Linked DNA regions of Sus scrofa: region 1 is linked to region 2. Evidence: chromatin contacts called from public HiChIP or PLAC-seq data. All regions are on one chromosome and are shown on one strand. Each heading gives the region's core, a stretch centred on a gene start, on an enhancer-like site or on the middle of the called end of the contact. The rest is flanking DNA. Distances are from core to core; before and after follow the strand shown.

Region 1 (6,010 bases), core at 127-2,626, 54 kb before region 2:
CGAGCGGAGATGGAGGGAGCGCGGACGTGCAAGGCCCGGGACCCGGCAGCAAAGGGGCCCCGGAACAAATGTGACCGACTCCGCCGCCGCCCGAAATCGAGTTCCGTCTGAAGTCGCGGCCGGAGCAACGGGCTGGAGAGTAACGCGCGCGGCCCCGCCGGCGGCCTCTGCACCCACTCACCTTCCCGCCGCGCTCCCCGGCCCTGCGTCAGCACGGCCGGCCCAGCCTTCCATTAGGCGCCGCGTCCTCCCCGCAGCCCATCAGCGTCTGCGGCCAGGCCAGCAGTCACGAGCTGGACCCCGGGGCCGAGCGGCTTTCAAACGGCCGTCCTCGGCGGAGCCACAGCGGGAGCGGGCCGCGCGGGGGAGGGGCGGGCAGGCGGCGGCGGCGGCGGCGAGGCTGGGGAGGGGGCGAGCGCGCGGCCGGGAGCCCGTCGTGGCCCAGCTCTTTCCGTGAGGGCTGTGGTGGCCCTTAAAAGGGCCTTTGTGGTGGCGAAGGGAAGACCGGGCGGCGGCCGTGGCGGCGCAGGCGGCCTCAGTACTCCTGCGAGGCCTGGGTGGCCTTCTTGCCGCCGGCGGGCGCCTTCGGCCCCACGGTGGCGCTGGTCTTCTTGGGCAGCAACACGGCCTGGATATTGGGCAGGACGCCTCCCTGGGCGATCGTCACGCCGCCCAGCAGCTTGTTGAGCTCCTCGTCGTTGCGGATGGCCAACTGCAGGTGGCGAGGGATGATCCGCGTCTTCTTGTTGTCGCGGGCCGCGTTGCCCGCCAGCTCCAGGATCTCGGCGGTGAGGTACTCGAGCACCGCCGCCAGGTAGACTGGCGCGCCGGCGCCCACTCGCTCGGCATAGTGGCCCTTGCGCAGCAGGCGGTGCACGCGGCCCACCGGGAACTGGAGGCCGGCGCGTGATGAGCGAGACTTGGCCTTGGCGCGGGCCTTGCCGCCGGTCTTGCCGCGGCCCGACATGCTGCGTGAGGTAGATGTACGTTGAGGAGAACGCCTCGCAGGGACGAAAAACAGCCGCCGCCGCAGTCCAACTGGTGCCGCGCGCGCCCAGAAGCCGCCCTTATAAGCCCCCCAGGGCACACCCCCGCGCCCTCCTGATTGGCTCTTTTCTTTAATACCCGCCTCCGGTTGGCTGCAGTTAACCAATCGGTGGCGCGCCCCGGCTGAGAGAACGCGCCCTCCGATTGGTAGAATTTGAAAACCTTCTGCCCGGGGAAAGAGGCGAGGAGGAGCTGCAGCGAGCCCACAGCAAACCACTCTCCGGTGTAGCCAATCCATGTGAAGCGCGCCAGATTTAAACACTACAGCCCTACTCCAGAACCGGAAGACATAGACAGTGAGGTCTGAAGCCATCTCAGGGAAATGTGTGTGGGACTTAAGGTTTTTAAAGAAAAGGGGTCAGCACTACTGACTACTCTGCCTCACTTCCCAGGTCTGGTCACGCCCTCCTATCTGGCAAAAAAGGCATGAAAAAGGGAAGGAATTAGAGACCCTCTGCAAGTTCGACCCCATACCAGATAATGCCAATCTTATGGCTCTCTACGCCACGGAGCAGCAGGATTTCAGTATTTACTCAACATGTTCTACCTGGTTTGTTCTTTGTGTTCACTTCTTGCTAGAAGTGGCCTGAGGTACTGAAAGAAAAAGGATGAGGCAGAGAGATAGGCAAACTCTTAGAGGAAATGCCTCCACCAACACTCCCAATCTACCTTAAAATGCCCACATAGGAAATACACCTACAGAAACAACAAGAAAAAACAACTTTTTATTGTTGCCACTGGGAGCACCTGGCCCCCCAGTCTGCTCTGAATCATCAGAATACTTAATTATAGTCAAATGTCAAGTCATCCTCAAGCCTGTGACCCTATCCGCAGCCAGGGTTCTATCCCCAGGCCCAGCATATTCCTTGAGTGTCAGAGTTGTGGGTAACTGCATAAAAGCTACAGTATTCCCTGCTTAGGTGGCTGCAAAAGTGGGATGGAGAGGGAGAGTGGCAAGTTGAAGAAAGCCATAAGCAAAGTTCAATCAACAGCCCTAGAGGGCAAGAAAGGCCCAAGGATGTCAATAATCATAGGGGAAAGGAAATGCTGAGGACAAAATCTGGAGAATGAAGGGTGGGAGAGGCTTGGACCAGGAGGCAGTCTTGGTCCAGAAGAGCTGAGCCTGAGTCAGGGACCCTAGTGGTTATGAAGCAAAAGGCAATGATTAGGCGACTCAGACATCATAGAAGAGTCGGACAAGCTGGTAACGAATGGAGAAGGTGACAGCACTGCCCACGACCTGCAAGGAGAAACAAACTAGAGTCAGAACCATGGAGAAAGGGAGAGAAGGAGGTGTAAACCCCACTCCCAACAGCACTGCACCTGCAGCAGTAGCAGGAACAGGGTGAGATTTCTCTCATGCATGGGCCCAAAGACTTTGAGTAGCAAGTTGATGAGGGTCATGTTGTTACACTCTGTGAAGGCACCATCCTCATTCTCACTCTGGCGCACGGTCACTAGCCGGAGGCTCTCTGCTACCTGGAGGGACCAGAAGTGGAGAGGACTTCAGCTAATACCCATGCTTCAGGAATGGGGATCTGCTTAATGCTTCCAAGCTCCCCATGGAGCTGATGAAGGCCTAGGTTCCCCATTCCCTGAATTCAGAATGGCAGCCTAGAGCCTTACCTCCTTGTTACCCTGTTACCTTTAGAATAAAGGTGCCCAAGAAAGAGAGGCTCTTGGTCTTGAACTTGGAATAGCTCATCTCCAGTTTGCCTGTCTTGGTATTGAGTCTGCAGGGGAAGAGACCTTCATGTGACTGGGCCACTACTCAACGAACTCTCCTCACTGTGGTTAATTAATAAAAAGAGCACTGAAAGTGGAGTCAAACACCCTAAGATCTATTTCTGGCTCTCCTCGTTAGCTCCCTGTAATCAGAGCTGCTGTGAACATCAAATGAGATCATGTAACTAAATGTGCTCTGTAATGTATAAAAGGCTGACCACGTGGAAGGCGTTAGCCCTCCTTTAGGCCCACTCCCTTTGCCCAGCAAATGTCTAAGGCATCCCAAGTGAAAAAGCCTTTCAAGTCCCGAAGCAGTTACCTGGGCATACGGTGGCGCGGGCAGGGGATGATATGCAGGAGCTGAGGCAGTGAGTAGAGGAAGTTGAACACCTGAGGCATGAAGAAGAGTAGCATAGTCTTGCTGAAGTGTCCCAAGATGCCCACCACGGCAAAGGTCATGCCAGCAAAGTAGCAGAAGGTATCTCCCACAAACACCCGGGATGGGTACCTGTGGGGGGGAGGGGATCTTAGCCAGTGGCCAGAAGCAGAACTAATCCTTTCTCTCACATTGCACACCCTGGGCTCTGGGTTAACCCCAACCCTAGTTCTGGCTTAGAGGAGATGCTAGCTCTCCCAGCAGCATTCCAGGACCCAAGGTTCTGATTCCAACTATTCTTGGGGCCCCAGAGCACCTGGCCCCAGCTATTGCTGGGGAGAGAATAAGGTTTAAGAATATTACCAACTGAAAACCCAGAAAACACTCAATACAGGGATGCACAAGTTTAGCCTCTCCATCAGAAGACAGGCCACAATCAGGACCATACTGGCCACTTGTTCAAACAGCTGTCACCCTATCCACAGGGCTACTTACCAGTTATGGTAGAGCAATCCCAAAGTGGTGAAGAAAAAAGGTATCATGAAGTAGAGGGAAAAGACGTGATCATCCCGATAATCACCTTTAGAAGCAGGGGGAAAAGAAGGAAATGTTGATAGCCACTTCGACTGCACAGCTGGCTCCTGTTTTCGTCTGCCCCTAAATTCTGGCCTAAGCTGTACTGTCCACCTCTTCCAAGTCTGAAGAACTCACTACCCCTTTTTTGTCACCCAGGCAATTTGTAATATTGTAACTCTTTCATGAAGGCTTCCTAAACTTGTTACTGTATACGTTTGGTTTAGACCATTCCGACCTCGGTTTGAATACCAGCTTTTGTTTTTTTTGGGTTTTTTTTGGCTTTTTAGGGCCACACCCGAGGCATATGGAGGTTTCTGGACTAGGGGTGCAACTGGAGCTGGAGCCGCCGGCCTACATCACAGCCACAGCAATGTCAGATCTAAGCCACATCTGTGACCTACACCACAGCTCACAGGAACACCAGATCCTTAACCCACTGAGTGAGGGCAGGGATTGAACCCACATCCTCATGGATACTAGTCGGGCTTGTTAACTGCTGAGCCACGATGGGAACTCCTGAACACCAGCTTTACTTCCAAACTGTGTGACCTTGGTCATAACACTTTTAACTTCTTGGAGCCTCAATTTCCTATCTGTGAAAAAAAAGTTGATGAAAACACCTGCCACGGAGTTCTTGCTGTGGTGCAGTGGGTAAAGAATCTGACTGCAGGGAGTTCCCGTCATGGCTTAGCGGGTTACGAACCCAAATAGTATTCATGAGGAGGCAGGTTTAATTCCTGGCCTCGCTCACTGAGTTAAGGATCTGGCATTGTGGTCAGCTGTGGCGTAGGTTGCAGATGCGGCTTAGATCCCGTGTTGCAAAGGCAGGCAGCTGCAGCTCCGATTCAACCTCTAGCCTGGGAACTTCCATATACCACAGATGTGGCTCTGAAAAAAACAAAAACAAACAAACAAACAACAACCGACTGCAGTGCTCAGGTCGCTATAGGGGCGAGTGTTCAACCCCAGGCTTGGAGCAGTGGGTTAAAGGATCGGTGTTGTCACATCTGGGCACAGGTTGCAGCTGTGGCTGGGATTCAATCCCTGGCCTGGGAAACTTACATATGCCACAGGTGCAGGCATGAAAAAAAAAAAGGAAAGAAAGAAAAGAAAAAATACCTGCCACATAGAGCTGTTACAAGTGTAAAGTAGGATAACCCTTCTCAAGTGCTGAGCTTCAGTAAGCACTTACTGATGTCCATCAGCCAAAGATCACCAGAACTATATCTATACTCAAAGCCAGGTAACAAGGGGGACTTTGGAACCCACACACCAAGGAGGTGTTAGGAGGACTTGTTATAGAATTTGTTTTATTTAATTCTAGGGATGATGCAAGGAACCTGAATTTTACCTTGGGCTAGGTGCTATCAGCAGGGGTAATGCTATAACTGAGCATCTTAATTTTTTGTTTGGTTTGGTTTGGTTTTTTTGGCCACACCCTAGTATGCAGAAGTTCCCAGGCCAGAGATCAAACCTGCACCACAGCTGTAACCAGAGCCAATGACAATGCTGGATCCTTAAATCAGTGAGACATGAGGGAACTCCTGAGCATCTTTGTATCTAAGAAGTAGAGAGTTCCCGGACTTTCCGTTGTGTCACAGTGGTTAACGAATTCGACTAGGAACCATGAGGTTGTGGGTTGAATCACTAGCCTTGCTCAGTGGGTTAAGGATCTGGCGTTGCCATGAGCTATGGTGTGGGTCGCAGACACAGCTTGGATCCCGCATTGATGTAGCTCTGGCGTAGGCCAGTGGCTACAGCTCTGATTAGACCTCTAGCCTGGGAACTTACATATGCTGCGAGAGTGGCCCTAGAAAAGGCAAAAAGACAAAAAAAAAAAGAAGTAGAGAGTTCCCGTTGTAGCTCAGTGGTAATGAACCTGACTAGTAAAAATGAAGATGAAGGTTTGATCCCTGGCCTCACTCAGTGGGTTAAGGATCTGGTGAGTCAAAGTGCAGGTTGCAGATGCGGCTAGGAACCTGCATTGCTGTGGCTGTAGTGTAGGCCAACAGCTGCAGCTCCTATTTGACTCCTAGCCTGGGAACTTCCATGGGCCATATGTGCAGCCCTAAAAAGCAAATAAAAATCATTCATGTTAGCCAAAAGAGAGGGAATCTTGGTCATTTTTGTGACATGCACCGTGTTTTTGTGGAGGTGTTTTATCTGTGCTTCTCAGACATGGTTATAAAAGGGTCTGGTTTTTGTCCTACTCTATCATAGTCACAGAGTGAGCCTGTCTGATTTTGGAAGTCTATAAAACTGTTTTTGTTCAATAGGAAGAAATGG
Region 2 (6,075 bases), core at 3,273-5,772:
TGTGCCTGCTAGATTAGCTCCAAGCACTAAGCTGACACAGAAATTTTCTGCTTCTTCCTTGCTCCTTGTAAGTCAATTACCAATAATCTCTCCCATCTAGATCTAAGGAACATGCCTGTGATGGAGTCTGTCTTGATGTGGAGTGGGAGGTTCTGGGACAGGAATTGGGGAGCATCCTAGAAATAGGAAAGACATCAGTTTCAAAGAATGGAGGGGAGGGTCCATTTGGGGAGAGAAGGAAAGTCCATGGTAAGAGACTGGAAATTTCGTCTGAAGATGAGAAGTCAAAGTGTGCCCCAGGCTAGCAGCATCAGCCTCACCTAGCGACTTATTATTTAGGGAGACTCCTGCGGCGTATGGAAGCTCCCAGGCTAGGGGTCACATTGGAACTGCAGCTGCCAGTATAGGCCACAGCCACAGCAACACCAGATCCGAGTCACAACTGCGACCTACACCGCAGCTCGTGGCAACACTGGATCCTTAACCCACTGAGTGAGGCCAGGGATTGAACCTGCACCCTCCTGGATACTAGTCAGGTTTTTGACCCGCTGAGCCACAACTGGAACTCCCCTAGCAACTTATTAGAGTTGCAAATTCTCTGACCCTACCCCAGATACTGAATCAGAAACTCTGGGAAGAAGGCCCAGTGTCCTGTACAATAAGGAGCCCTCCATTGTGCGCTAAGCTTGAGAACCACTGCTCTTGAGTTATGACGTCTCTTCTTGGAGTTAGAGGTGTGAATTCTAGGGAGTCCAAGTTCTGTCTTTGAAGAGATGTTGAGGGAGTTGGGGGTCTCTCCCAGATTGGGGGAGGGTCTGTCCTACTGGACCTCTAGAAGGTTGAAAAGCTGAAGCCTGGGTTCAATCCCTGGTCTGGGAACTGAGATGCTGCTGCGTGCTGCCGCCAAGAAATCCAAAAATAGGGAGCTCCCGTTGTGGCTCAGCGCGTTAAGAACCCAACTAGTATCCATGAGGATGCGGGTTGGATCCCTGGCCTTGCTCAGTGGGTTAAGGATCCGGTGTTGCTATAAGCTGTGATGTGGGTCGCAGACACTGCTTGGATCTGATGTTGCTGTGGCTGTGGCTGTTGCTGTGGCTGGCAGCTGTAGCTCCTTTTCGACCCCTAGTCTGGGAACTTCCCTATGCCACAGGTGTGGCCCTTAAGGAAAAAAAAAAAAAAAAGCAAAAAACAAAACAAAACAAAACAACCCCCCCCAAGAAAACCCACCCAAAACAAAAACAAAAACCACAACACAATGTCCAGCCTTGAATTCGGATCCCCAAACCTATCACATGAGTCGTGTGACCTCATGTTTATACATTCCTCAGATTCAGTTTCCTTATCCGAAACATCTGAAACACAGGAGGATAATACTTGCCTCAAATTTGTTTTAAGGACTGGGTAGACTGTTTAGTGAACAAATATCTATTGAGTGGGTTTTCTTTGTGCACAGGATCTGGGAATTAAGGGCCGAAAGAAACAGACGTAGCTTTTTCTTTGGAGAGCACATCTCTATGCTTGGTGCTTAGCACATAGTTGACATACAATAAATGTAGTTTCCCTTCCTTTCACAAGGAAATGAAATGACCTTGAACCATGGCAAATCTGACCTGGAGAGTAAGGGTGTATGATCTGTTCTTGAGAATAAAAATTCTTCATCTAGGAGTTCCTGTCGTGGTTCAGTGGAAACAATCTGACTAGGAACCATGAGGTTTCGGGTTCAATCCCTGGCCTTGCTCAGTGGGAAGGATCTGGCATTGCTGTGAGGTGTGGTGTAGGTCGCAGACCTGGCTCGGATCCCGGGTTGCTGTGGCTGTGGTGTAGGCAGGCAGCTGCAACTCTGTTTCAGCTCCTAGCCTGGGAACCTCCATATGCCGTGGATATGGCCCTAAAAAGACAAAAAATAAATAAAGTAAAATAAAAAAATAAAAGGACTCTTTAAACAACAACAACAACAACAACAAAACCAAATAACCTTCTGACTCCAAATTCAGGACATGGAAGATATATTCACGAGTTGGGGAGAGGGAGTTCCCATGGTGGCCCAGTGGTAAAGAACCCCACTAGTGTCCATGTGGATGCAGGCTCAATCCCTGGCCTTGCTCAGTGGGTTAAGAATCCTGTGTTGCCCTGAGCTATGGTATAGGCTGGTGACTACAGCTCAGATTCAACCCCTAGCCTGGGAACTTCCATATGCAGTGGGTGCGACCTTAAAAACACCAAAAAAAAAAAAAAAAGAACGAAAGAAAAAGGAAGGGGGAGAGGGTAGCCTAGAGAGTGGGGAGGCTCATTCTAAAGAAGAGAGAGGCCTTTAGTGAGTGCATGGCAGAACCCTTAATCCAGGGAATGGAAGGTTCATCTGGGGCAGTGGCTGCCCTTTACCTACTCAGTGGGATCGATTGGGAAGCTTTTAAAAATGCTAATGCCAGGATGCCACCTTAGAGATCAGAATGAACTGTTCAGAGTATTATCTAAACAGCTCTTGAAAGTCCCAAGTGATGTCAACTTTCAGTCAAGGCTCAGGACCACTGCTCTGTGGCAGGGGAGTGAATCCCACAGGGTGGAAAACTGATAGAAGGCTTGGAAATGTTGGCCTCTGCAGGTAGGAAAGGCTGTCCTGAGGAATGGGGACAGGGTCTTCCTAAGGAAGGGCAGAACATTTTCCTGAGACCTGGGAAGTCATATGCCAGGGAATGGAGGGGAGTGTCACTCGACTCTGACGAGCCTGTCTAGAAAATGAAGGGAGACAGTCTGTTTGAGAATAGGGTTCCCAGAGGCCTTATAGCAGAGCGGGTAAAGGCCAGGACTTTAGGGTTCAAGCCCTGTTCTTCTCCCAACTGAGCATGTCCTCTGGGGTACATTACTTAGCCTACCTATGCCTCAGTTTCTTTATTTCTTTTTTTCTTTTTAGGCCTGCACCTGCAGCACATAGAAGTTCCCAGGCTAGGGGTCAGATCGGAGCTGCAGCTGCCAGCCTATGCCACAGCCACAGCAATGTGGGATCCGAGCCGAATCTGTAACCTACACCACAGCTTACGGCAATGCTGGATCCTTAACCCACTAAGGGAGGCCAGGGATCAAACCCACATCCTCATGGATACTAGCTGAGTTCTTTTTTTTTTTTAGAGACTTTATTTTTTGTTTGTTTGTTTGTTTTTGTTTTGTTTTGTTTTTTGCTTTATCTAGGGCTGCTCCCACGGCATGTGGAGGTTCCCAGGCTAGGGGTCGAATCGGAGCTGTAGACACCGGCCTACACCAGAGCCACAGCAACGCGGGATCCGGGCCGTGTCTGCAACCTACACCACAGCTTGCGGCAATGCCCACTGATCAAGGCCAGGGATTGAACCCGCAACCTCATGGTTCCTAGTTGGATTCATTAACCACTGAGCCACGATGGGAACTCCGAACTCCTCTTTATTTCTAAAGAGATGTTGAAATACCCTCCTCATAGGGATAGTGTGAGCATTAAATGAGATAATGCAACTCTTGGGGCGGGAAGTCCACAGCAGAGCACTGGAGGTTGGTGCTCTGGAGCATGGGGTCGAGGGTGGGGGAAGGTAGAGAGAATTGGACCTAACATCTGTATAAAGGAGTTCCTGTCATGGCGCATCAGAAACGAATCCCACTAGGAACCATGAGGTTGTGGGTTCTATCCCTGGCCTCGCTCAGTGGGTTAAGGATCTGGCGTTGCCATGAGCTATACTGTAAGCCAGTAGCTGTAGCTCTGATTTGACACCTAGCCTGGGAACCTCCATATGCCGCGAGTGTGGCCCTAAAAAGCAAAAAAAAAAAAAAAAAAAAAAAACCAAAACAAAACCAGTGTGAAATTCTGCCACAGGATGGGGCCTGGAAATGTCCTGCAGGGGCCGCCAGCCTCCAGGCTGCGGAGAGGCTGGTGGGGCAGGGGGAGGGGAACCAGGAGGGGAGAGGTTTGACTGCTAGTAACCTCTCATCTGCTGCAGTAAGAAGAAGCCTCAGCGGTGGCAGCATCACCAGCAGCGTCCCCTCCCATCGTCTCTGCTGTGTGACAGGTGGGAACTTAAAAGCTCAGGTCACATGTCTCAGTCAGCTAACCTACTTACCCCTTGAAGACTGGGGCCAGGGCAGGCAGGGGCCAAGAGGAATTGCCTGAGAAAGGAGCAGAGCAGGAGAAAGCCTCAAGAGTGCTCTGGGGATCTACATTTGAAGGCTTGTGGGATGAGGGAGAGAAGGCACGCATGTCAGTGTTCTGGGAGCCCTGTGTGTAGGCCTTGGCACACAGGTGCCTCCAGCATCAGGCATTGCCTGTCTTAAGGGCCCGAATTTGCCCGGGAGAATAAAGATTTCCACCATCAGAGCAGGCTCAACTCTGGGTACCAGTTTAACCTTGGAGCTAGCTGCCTGCATGCTCCGCCAAAACGGCCACCTTCCGTCCCTTTTAAACTAGTCTCTCCCTGAGAGAGGGAATGGCTTGGGGGGAGGGCTGGGGGCGGGGTGCGGTTGTGGGCTGTGGGGGTGGTAGTATGGAGGAGGTTCCAAGACTTGCTTTCAAAGCCGTTTTATCTAGTTTGGGGATTCGAGGGCGGAGGTGTGTGTGCCTGAGCTCAAGGGCCAGAACTGAGGGAAATCGATGGGGGGGGGGGGCAGTGCAGACAGTCTGACAGCTTCGCAATCCCTTGAGAGTGATGGAATCTGTACCCCCTCCCCCATCACCATTGTATAGTCTATAATCCAGGAAGCCGTCCCCTCTGAGTGACTTCAGTTCTCCTTTCCTCACTGCCCCCAAGTCTGCCCTTCGCCACCAGTCCCCAGTCCTGGGTCCACAATTGCACCAGCTCCGGCACCCTGCGTCGCTGGCTCGGCTCTCCCCTTCGCCATCCTCGCTCCCAGCGGACTGAGGGGCGGCGCGGGCCCTTTAAGAACAGCGGGACCCGGGAGCAGCAGCGGAGCAGAGCGCAGTCGCCCGGCTGGTTCGGGAGGACACAGCGCTGAGGGGCTCAGGGAACCGGGTGTGCGCGGCCGAGCGGAGTAGGGGCGCACCGCAATCACCCCTTCCCAACCTAGTCATCTCTCCTCCGACTTGAGGCCCGGGCCCTCCCCTGTCGCCTGCCCCGCCCCGGCCCCGCCCCGGCCCGGCCGCCGGGACCGGGAGCCGGGACGCCGGTGCCGCAGCCTGAGGCAGGTAAGGAGGGCCCAAAGTCTCCATCCTTGGCCCGTGGCCGCGCTAAGCATCCCGGCTCCAAATCGGCCCGGGAGCGCGTCAAGGTGACCAGGCACGCGGGAGGTGAGAGGAAGTGAGCCCGCCTTGAGGGGCTTAATTGGCAGTGGGGGTTTTGAGTCCGGGTGGTGCGCCGATCTTTGGGGAGAGCCCAGGTCCCGCGGACCCAGGGGCGCCGGCGGGAGGGGCCGGCCGGGGCGTATCTCCTAGGGATGGGGAGGGGGACGCAGCGGGAGGCTCAGAGCCTGCTCTTCCACCGCCTTTGCCTGGTCCACCCTGCGCTCACCCTGCTACCCTGACCTCCCAGCAGGCAACCTCCGTCGGCCACCCCTTCTTTTTTCCCCTCCCCCATCTAGTCCCCAGGGGCTGCTGGCCTGCGGGGTAAGGAGATTAGAGCCTCGGTGGGGAGGAGGGAGCGGGCGAGGGCTTTGAGGGACCGGGCTGGGGCCAGGCTGGGGCTGGGGCTGCCCGGGACCGAGGAGAGGTGTGGACTGAACGTTGCTGCGCGGGAGTAGTGGTCGGCGGAGGGCAGGTGCTCCGGCGGTGGGCTGTAGGATGCTCCCAGTAGCCGATCTACCCCGAGGAGGCGGGGACTGGGGGCGAGGGCAGCATTAGAAAGCAAGGGCGCTTTGAGCCAGGGATCGAGGTCTGCCCGAAACTGAGCAGGCCCTCTTTCTGCAGGCCGGCGGCGGCGGCGGCGGCGGCGTGATGGCGGAGAAGGCGCTGGAGGCTGTGGGCTGTGGACTAGGACCTGGGGCTGTGGCCATGGCCGTGGCGCTGGAGGATGGGGCGGAGCCCCCAATGCTGACCACGCACCTCAAGAAGGTGGAGAACCACATCACCGAAGCCCAGCGCTTCTCCCACCTACCCAAGCGCTC

What was found. HiChIP or PLAC-seq counts read pairs in DNA pulled down with a chosen protein or histone mark.
Region 1: a contact with region 2 is called in an H3K27ac HiChIP or PLAC-seq map of alveolar macrophages. The contact joins the promoter of LOC100522201 here to the promoter of ABCG4 in region 2.

Annotation. Positions count from the first base shown.
Region 1 is chr9:46,309,118-46,315,127 of Sscrofa11.1, forward strand. It overlaps LOC100522201 (histone H2AX), which reads right to left and starts at 1,377. Exons shown (of 1, transcript XM_003129950.5): 1 at 1-1,377. The coding sequence starts at 1,360. The coding sequence ends at 536. DPAGT1 (UDP-N-acetylglucosamine--dolichyl-phosphate N-acetylglucosaminephosphotransferase) reads right to left here. Exons shown (of 9, transcript XM_003129927.4): 5 at 3,644-3,728; 6 at 3,092-3,280; 7 at 2,693-2,780; 8 at 2,371-2,526; 9 at 1-2,287. The coding sequence ends at 2,222.
Region 2 is chr9:46,360,024-46,366,098 of Sscrofa11.1, forward strand. It overlaps ABCG4 (ATP-binding cassette sub-family G member 4), which reads left to right and starts at 4,523. Exons shown (of 15, transcript XM_013979467.2): 1 at 4,523-5,161; 2 at 5,879-6,075. The coding sequence starts at 5,906.